Linked DNA regions of Mus musculus: region 2 is linked to region 1. A link is a contact called in public Hi-C data. All regions are on one chromosome and are shown on one strand. The core of a region is the stretch at or near the end of the contact, and the rest is flanking DNA. Distances in the headings are between cores, read along the strand shown.

What was found. A called contact is a pair of places that touch in the nucleus more often than the background predicts.
Region 2: a Hi-C map of bone marrow-derived macrophages shows a contact between it and region 1, with 18 read pairs. The contact joins two enhancer-like sites. A contact is called at or near these places in 2 of 484 Hi-C or Micro-C datasets (bone marrow-derived macrophages and nephron progenitors) and 1 of 115 datasets of contacts at active chromatin or transcription factors (microglia).

The regions. Positions count from the first base shown.
Region 1 is chr7:97,004,058-97,007,997 of GRCm38.p6, forward strand. The region is part of intron 6 of Nars2 (asparaginyl-tRNA synthetase 2 (mitochondrial)(putative)); the gene reads left to right. Among named protein-coding and RNA genes, the nearest start is that of Nars2, 55 kb to the left of the region's middle. Within about 2 kb of position 2,129, at least 3 of the 459 cell types and tissues checked have an H3K27ac peak or open chromatin away from gene starts, as enhancers often do. A contact at or near this core is called in bone marrow-derived macrophages, where this site is marked.
Region 2 is chr7:97,250,247-97,254,196 of GRCm38.p6, forward strand. All of the region lies in intron 2 of Gab2 (growth factor receptor bound protein 2-associated protein 2), which reads left to right. Among named protein-coding and RNA genes, the nearest start is that of Usp35, 80 kb to the right of the region's middle. Within about 2 kb of position 1,550, at least 37 of the 459 cell types and tissues checked have an H3K27ac peak or open chromatin away from gene starts, as enhancers often do. A contact at or near this core is called in bone marrow-derived macrophages, where this site is marked.

The sequences.
Region 1 (3,940 bases), core at 879-3,378:
GACCAGGCTGGTCTTGAACTCAGAAATCCGCCTGCCTCTGCCTCCCAAGTGCTGGGTTAAAGGCATGCGCCACTATTGCCCAGCTCCAGTATTGTTTCTTATAACTGAAAAAAAATATTGTTATGTTTGAGGATAAAATATACAAATTGATAAGTATGTAATATAGAGTATTTCCTTTCACAGTAAAGAAACAACAGAGCAAGGGCATTCTCCTAAGTGATGGCCTTTGAATGGGTCTGTATTCTCATACTTTATCCAACAGATATTACTTTTAAAATTACCCTTTGCCCTATATTCAAGGTATAGGTAAGCTTTATAAATAACCCTTTTAGGCTCAGTACTAGCCTGTAATCCCAGTGTTTAGAAGGTGGAAAAAGGAGGACCCGCAGTTCAATGTCAGCCTTACCTATTTAGCAATGTACCTATATACCTGAGACCAGCTTGGGCTCTAGGATGCATTGTCTCAAAGCAAACCAAACAGTACTAATTTCTTTAACCTATACTGGTAGAGGTAAGGTCTCGCTCCCTCAGAAGGATCGTGTATGGGATGTAAGTTTACCAAACCCTTGTATTATAAAAGTGTTACTGTAATAAACACGCCTCTTTGTCAGTAAAGTACAGTGATCTACAGTGTATAATGAAACTTGATGAAGGATTAATTTGTGAAATATTAGGTCTTAAATTTATAATATGTATTTCTAATAATGTCATGCAAATGTTCCTAATTTAATATGCATAGTTCTAGCACTATTAACATACAGTACATCATGTTTTGTGATTTACTCTAGTAGGAAATTTTTATCGTTCTTTCTCTTAGCTTTGTGTTTTGTTTAAATTTATAAAAAGACTGTTAGAAGGCATAAGTGTGGTTAAATTTAGAAGGCTAGCATTTTCCAAAGAACCTCTGTTAGTCTAATGGGTTTATGACTGTCTTCAAGGTTTTTCATTCTTTAAATAGATGCTGTTCTGGAATCGTCTCTGGATGTATATAGACAGGTTAGAGATGCAGTGTAGTTCCTACCTCCCCCTGGCTGTTCCCTCTCACCTTCCATTACTGTGAAACATTTGTCAAATTGAAGAGCGTAATGTTAATGAGCAAGTGTTAAGCAGATTCGATGCTATATTTGGGTTTCACTAGTTTCTCTGTTAATACTGTCTTCTTTTTCCTGGATTCAGGTCAAGACATCTGAAATGTAGTTGTCTTGTTCGCAAGCTTCTTCTTGTCTGTTGCCCTTTCCCATTCTTCGTTTTGCATGACCTGTAGAGTGGAACCTAATCTTAGTTCATCTGATGTTTTTCTCCAAACCTGGATCATGCAGGTTTTTGGAAAGCCTAGCACAGAGATAAAGTGCTTTTTTTTTTTTTTTTTTTTTTTTTTTTTTGGTTTTTCAAGACAGGGTGTATTCTCTGTGTAGCCCTGGCTGTCCTGGAACTCACTTTGTAGCCCAGGCTGGCCTTGAGCTCAGAGCTCCGCCTGCCTCTGCTTTTCTCCTTGCAGCCTCTAAAGGAGCATGTGTTGTGTGTGGTGCTGTTGACTGCACAGTTACACTCCTAATGATTGTGAGATCTCTTCAGAAAACGTGTCCTGCCTTCTTTCTTGACTCTGTTCTGTCTAAGAGAGTCCTAACTCTACTAGGGTGAGAGCTTGCAGTGTAGGAAATGACACTCCCCAGTGCTCCTTGGTGTGGGAGGATATCTGAAATTCTGTACAGAGGGCTTGTTCTTTTTTATTTAGTCTGTCATTTTCATCAGAGTGTACTCAGGTGCATCTGTCCTTCAGCTTGAGTTAATATTGTTTTATCCACTTAGTTTCTAAAGTACTTAAGCTGTGGAAAACTTAGTACCCAGTGAGTCTTCTCTGCCTTTTATGTGTCTGCTATCCCATGAGTTCTTTCATATCCTGATACTACAGGAAGTCTCAGTTTTTTCCTTTTGTTTTTATGTTTGTTTTCCACCTTTATTATTATCATCTCTCCCTTTCATAAGTCTACACTGACACATAATCACCACCTGAAACCTGTAGTTCATGTGAGCGTTCATTCTTAGTGTTGTGTTCTCTGTGCCCTTTGACATGTATCCACCATTACCACATACAGAATAGCTGCCCTGCTGTGGGAATTCTGGCATCGGTCTGCTTTCTATCTCTGTAGTTCCCCATTTCTATACTGCTACATACTTGGAGTCATACATTATGCAGCCTTTTCAGAGTGGCTTTTTTCCTTAATAGTATGCATTGGGGTTTCTCTGTGTCTTTTCATTACTTGATACCTCATGGGTTCATGGTTATTTAGATGCACAAATATTTATTACCTCATAGACTCTATTGAACAAGGCATGCATTAAATAAGGAGTTGTAATTCTGGTAGCCATTATTTAAAAGATTGTCCTATTCACAAGAGCAGATCTCAAGGGACCTTGACCTTGCCAGTTTTGAACGTAATTTAGAGGTAATATTATTTTAATATCTACATGACATTATATTTTAAAATGACATTCATATTTAATGGTTAAGACTTTTATATTTGATATTATACCTTGCTTTTGTATTCTTAAAACCACATAAGTTCAGTTTTCTCCTCATTATAGAGCATCTATAATATATAATCTTTAGCTTTGCAGTACATGTTTTCTCTATTTGTCTCTGGATTATCTTTTGTTCTGCTGCATGTATTATTGAGTGAATTATGTTTAGACAAATCATCAAAATATAGAAAACTGCATAGCTTCTCTGTCCTATTCCTTTATCAACTTCCAGGTTTTTAGAATCTATGAAAGAGTTATGACTTTGCCGTACTCCAGCAGGGATAATGAAGGACACTATAAGCCAAAGAAGTAGTTGAAGATTCTGGGTGTATTTAGCATAGGAAGACAGAAGAGGGATTATTTTATAGGTGTTAAAGTTAGCTTCATGGCTTTCTATAAGGACAGATGAGTAAATTATATATTTTTAAGAACAACTTTATTGACATATCATAAGGTTCACTCCTTTAGGCTCGGGAAATGGTTCAGTCAGTAAAGTATTTGCCATGCAAGTACAAAGACCCAAGTTCAATTTCCCAGAACCCGTGTGTGTAAAAGCTGGGGATAGCAGTGCATGATGGTAATCCTAGCACTAGGTTATCAAAGACAAGTAGATCCTTGGGGACTATTAGCTAGCTCTTTAGGGAGATCTGGGCTAGGGAGAGATTGTCTCAAAAACAACAAAATATTTTTAAATGAACCAACAAAGAAAAAGAAAACAACAACAACAAAAAACCTGGTATGTTGACACCTAAGGAATGATACCTGGGGTTGACTTCTAGCCTCTGGATATATACAAACACACATGTACACACACACACACACACACACACACACACACACACACACACACACAGAGAGAGAGAGAGCCTCCAGTCTATCCTTTGAGGGATGGTAGACATAGAACTTACTGTTCATGAAGTGCAATGCCTGTTGGTGCTGTCAAGAAGCAGCTATTGATTAGTTAACTAGGGAACATTAAACTAATCCTTAGTAATTAGGTCCATACATACAGTGATTATATTTATAAAAAGTAAAGCAAATATTGTTACTTCTTTCAGTTACTGTCCAAATTGCTCAGGTAGTTTTAATTACTTTTTTAGGAGAAAAAAAAATCTGTATATGCTTTGTGCTTGAGGAATTTTAGTTAGATTGAGAATAGTTTTTGTCATTTTGATTTTTTTTTTTCCTCACTAGTTTTCCTTAAAAACAACCGTGGTTACTCATTTACTCAACAGTGGCTTTACTCTTCACCTAAGTCATATGTAACTGTTGGACATCCAGAAGGGTATTGAGCACGGAGAGGGTTACTAAGATGCTAGGATAACCATGCCACCCAAATAAATGGTCCTGTTAGCTGAAGTAAATGCAGTCAGAGAGTTAAACTGGAATTCTGTCTTCTTTTCATAGTTAATAAGCT
Region 2 (3,950 bases), core at 300-2,799, 250 kb after region 1:
TTTTCCAAGGTTGCCTGTTCCCATTCTTTCTGCTTTTCCTCAGGGCTTCAGTCCTTTTACCTCACCCAATACCAGATCAGGTTTCCCTCTCCCTCAGACTCCCCCTACCCATTCACTTTCCCTCCCAGGTCCCTTCCTCCCTCCCCACTTGTGATTGCTTTCTTCTCCCTCCCAAGTGGGACTGAGGTATCCTCACTTGGACACTTCAACTTGTTGACCTTTTTGAGTTCTGTGGACTGAGTTTCGGGTATTCTGTACTTATCCACTTCTTAGTGAGTGCATACCATGCATGTCCTTTTGGGTCTGAGTTACCTCGCTCAGGATATTTTCTAGTTCCATCCATTTGCCTGCAAAACTCAGGATGTCCTCATTCTTAATAGCTGAGTAGTATTCCATTGTGTAAATGAACCACATTTTCTGTATCCATTCTTCTGTCATGAGACATCTAGGTTGTTTCCAGCTTCTGGTATCACAATTAAGGCTGCTATGAACATAAATGCAATCTTAAATCTTAATACCTGAAAGGGAAGAAGAAGATTACAAGTTGAACAAGACCTAAATGTTTTTCTCCCATGCTTTTCTGTAGAGGCTTGAACACAGTGTGAAAATACTGGCTGTGGTAGATACCGCAAAACATGGACCTCTAGGCCAGTATTAAATTAAGAAAAATTTAATCAGTTAACAACAAAATTTTAAAAATGAGGAAAATATAGTTGGTTTTATAAAACTAAGTGTGACCCAATTTTAGAAATTAATTTTATTCACTAGAACCTCTCTGTATATGTAAAATGACAATCCTACTAAATGATACTTTTCTCAGTTAACACCATTAAAAATGGCAGTCTCATTTTTGTTTTTTTTTGGGTTTTTTTTGGTTTTGGTTTTGGTTTTGGTTTTGGTTTTGGTTTTTTTGAGACAGGGTTTCTCTGTATAACTCTGGCTGTCCTGGAACTCACTTTGTAGAGCAGGCTGGCCTCGAACTCAGAAATCCGCCTGCCTCTGCCTCCCAAGTGCTGGGATTAAAAGCATGAACCACCATGCCCGGGGGCAGCCTCATTTTTAAATGACCATTTCTAAAAGTACACAGATGAAAACCAGAGGCTATGATTTAATACAAGACTAGAATAGGAGCATTTGGAATTCATGATTTGGAGGTACTGCTATGTGTCAAGCCCCTCTGGTCTCCATTTCTGCTTCTACAAACATGCCCCAGACCTCTGAACTCCACCATCAAATTCAGCATATGCACATATCACTCTAGCATGATATCTATGCTATGGGGGATCCTTCACCCCTTTGGTAAGTTCTGGCCCTGTTCCTCTGTTCTAGTTAGGATCAACCCTGGGATTTTGGCCTCATTTTCTTTGCCCTGTTAACCTTTTTGCAGTCTTCAATCTCACCTCAAATGGACCTGTCCAGTTTTTAATTTGGTTCTTCTCATAGATCAGAGTCTTTCCAGACATTAAGTCATTGCCCAAGGCCTCACTGCCCACTGGGAGGTGTCTGGGTTTCCAGTGGTCTGTCCACCTGAATTTCTGAAGAAAATCTGCTTCTGCTTCTGCTTCTGCTTCTGCTTCCCCTGGACACGTTTCCTCTTCCTCTTGGACTCTGCAGCCACAGTTTTAAGCGATGCCTCAGTTTCTGTTCTGTTTACTCAGTCAGCCTATACCATGGAGGCTTTTTTGTTGTCTCAGCCAAACTTCCTTTGTAACCCTTATCTTTGTTTGGGTTTGAGACATATACCTGAGGCTGGTCTGCCTCTGACTTTCAAGTGCTGGGATTGTAGTCCACACTTCGCTTGGACTCTTCGTGGTTGCTCTGCCTCCTTGTTAGCAAGATTACATACTATTAATTGAACAATGTCTGACTCTGTGCCAAATTATGTCTGACAGTTGCTGTTTCTTTTAATTAGGTTAATATCAAATGTGAAATTTAATTGTTTTTAATTACATATCTGAATTTAGCTTCAATATCAAGCCCCATCTGGCCACTAATTGAAATAGATATTCTGCTACAGTTTACTTAAGTTATTTAGTTGTAGTGTTTGACTATAACTTTGAAAGTTGTCGTATAATCTATTTTGTTTTAAAATTCTAACTCATTTCCAAATGTTGTTTTGAGAAATCTATTGTTGGAATAGGAAAGGAGCATCAAAAAATTCTAACTTTAGGACTGGAGAGATGGTTCAGCAGTCAAGAACATTGGCTGTTCATCCAGAGGACCTGGGTTCAATTCCCAGTACCCACATAATAGGTCAAAATTCTGTAAATTCAGTCCCAGGGGATCTGACTCCCTCTTTGGACCTCTACAGGCACTAGGCATGCATTTGGTCCATATACAAAAATACAGACAAACTATTCACATGTATTCTTTTTAAAAGAAATTCTAACTTTATTCATAGGAGTTAGACCAAAATAACTGAAATTCTACATATTGAAACATTGCTACAAAAATTTAATTGAGAAAAGTAAAAAAAAAAAAAAAAAACTTTTTTTATTTAATATGTGTACCATCTCCTCCCCGCTTTTCTGAATGCCTACAATGACCACAATTCTCCATGGTTGTAAATCTCATTATCCAGAACAACCAGCCAAGATAAAGGGAATAAATAGAATAGACTAGAAGACTTCTGGAATAGGAGATCTTGAAAGGTCCTTAGAGAGTACTTAGTTCTGAACTCTTCAAATAACAGCACATCCAGAGGTCAAGGCAGAGGAGCAGTTCTGTTGAAGGTTGTACTGCTGGCTAGCAAAGGTAGAATGAAAACTCACTTAGTCAACAATTAGGAATGCTTGATGGTGACAGCATCTTACATTTTAAGATATTCATATATAAACTAGATGTGGTGCCACAGGGAGATCCCAGTTTTAGGCCAGCCTGAGATACATAGGAGAACTCTGTCCCAAAAACAAAAGGCACTGCATGTATACAAACATGTATTCATTAGTGTAGAAGGCTGATTGATTTCTTATGGTTCTGAATAGCAAAGCTGTGATGCTGTTATACGCTAGGCAGATACTCTATCTCTGGGAATACACCCCCAGCCCTTACAAATCCAACTTCATGCATAGTACTGTAGAATCATGTTATGTTGGTAAGTCTAATTTTTTTTTTTTTTTTTTTTGGTTTTATGAGACAGGGTTTCTCCGTGTAGCCCTGGCTGTCCTGGAACTCACTCTGTAGACCAGGCTGGCCTCGAACTCAGAAATCCGCCTGCCTCTGCCTCCCAAGTGCTAGGATTAAAGGTCACCACGCCCAGCTAAGTCTAATCTTAACATATCAGTTAAGTTGGCTTGTTTCTCTGCCTCAATTTTGATCTTCATCAGTAAAATTTTAAAATCTTTACAATATTATTATGAAGACTAAGAACCTCCTTAAAACTAGAGTATAGACAGTATTTTTAAAATTATTTATATTATGTATGTGAGTACACTGTTGCTGTCCTCAGACAACCAGAAGAGGGCATCAGATCAGATGGTTGTAAGCTACCATTTGCATGTTTTAAATATCTGTTGTATGTATGGCTAATAAATTTCTGCTGCCTTCTCTATGATCTTCAGACAGCCTTCATGGGGTTTTGTTGCTACTATAGTTCATTTTATTTTATTCTAGTTTCTTTGTTGTTTTTGTAGTTGTTTTGCCTATTTGTTTTTGAACTAGAGTCTCACTGTGTTGCTCAGGCTGGTCTCCAAACTTCTGGGTTTTAGCAATCCTAACACCTCAACATATTCCAAGGAGCTAGGACTAGAGGTGCCCACCAACTGCCTGGCTCAAGGCTCACAACAGCCCTTTGAAAACCCTGGTACTTTTAAAATATGTAATTGCCTAAATAATTCTTATCTCTCTTTTGTTCAAACTTGAAGTAATTTTTGTTGCATATATTTAGTTTGTTTATCAAATAAAGACTACTGACATTCTTGGTTTGAAGTGCATTATACTTTTGAGTTATT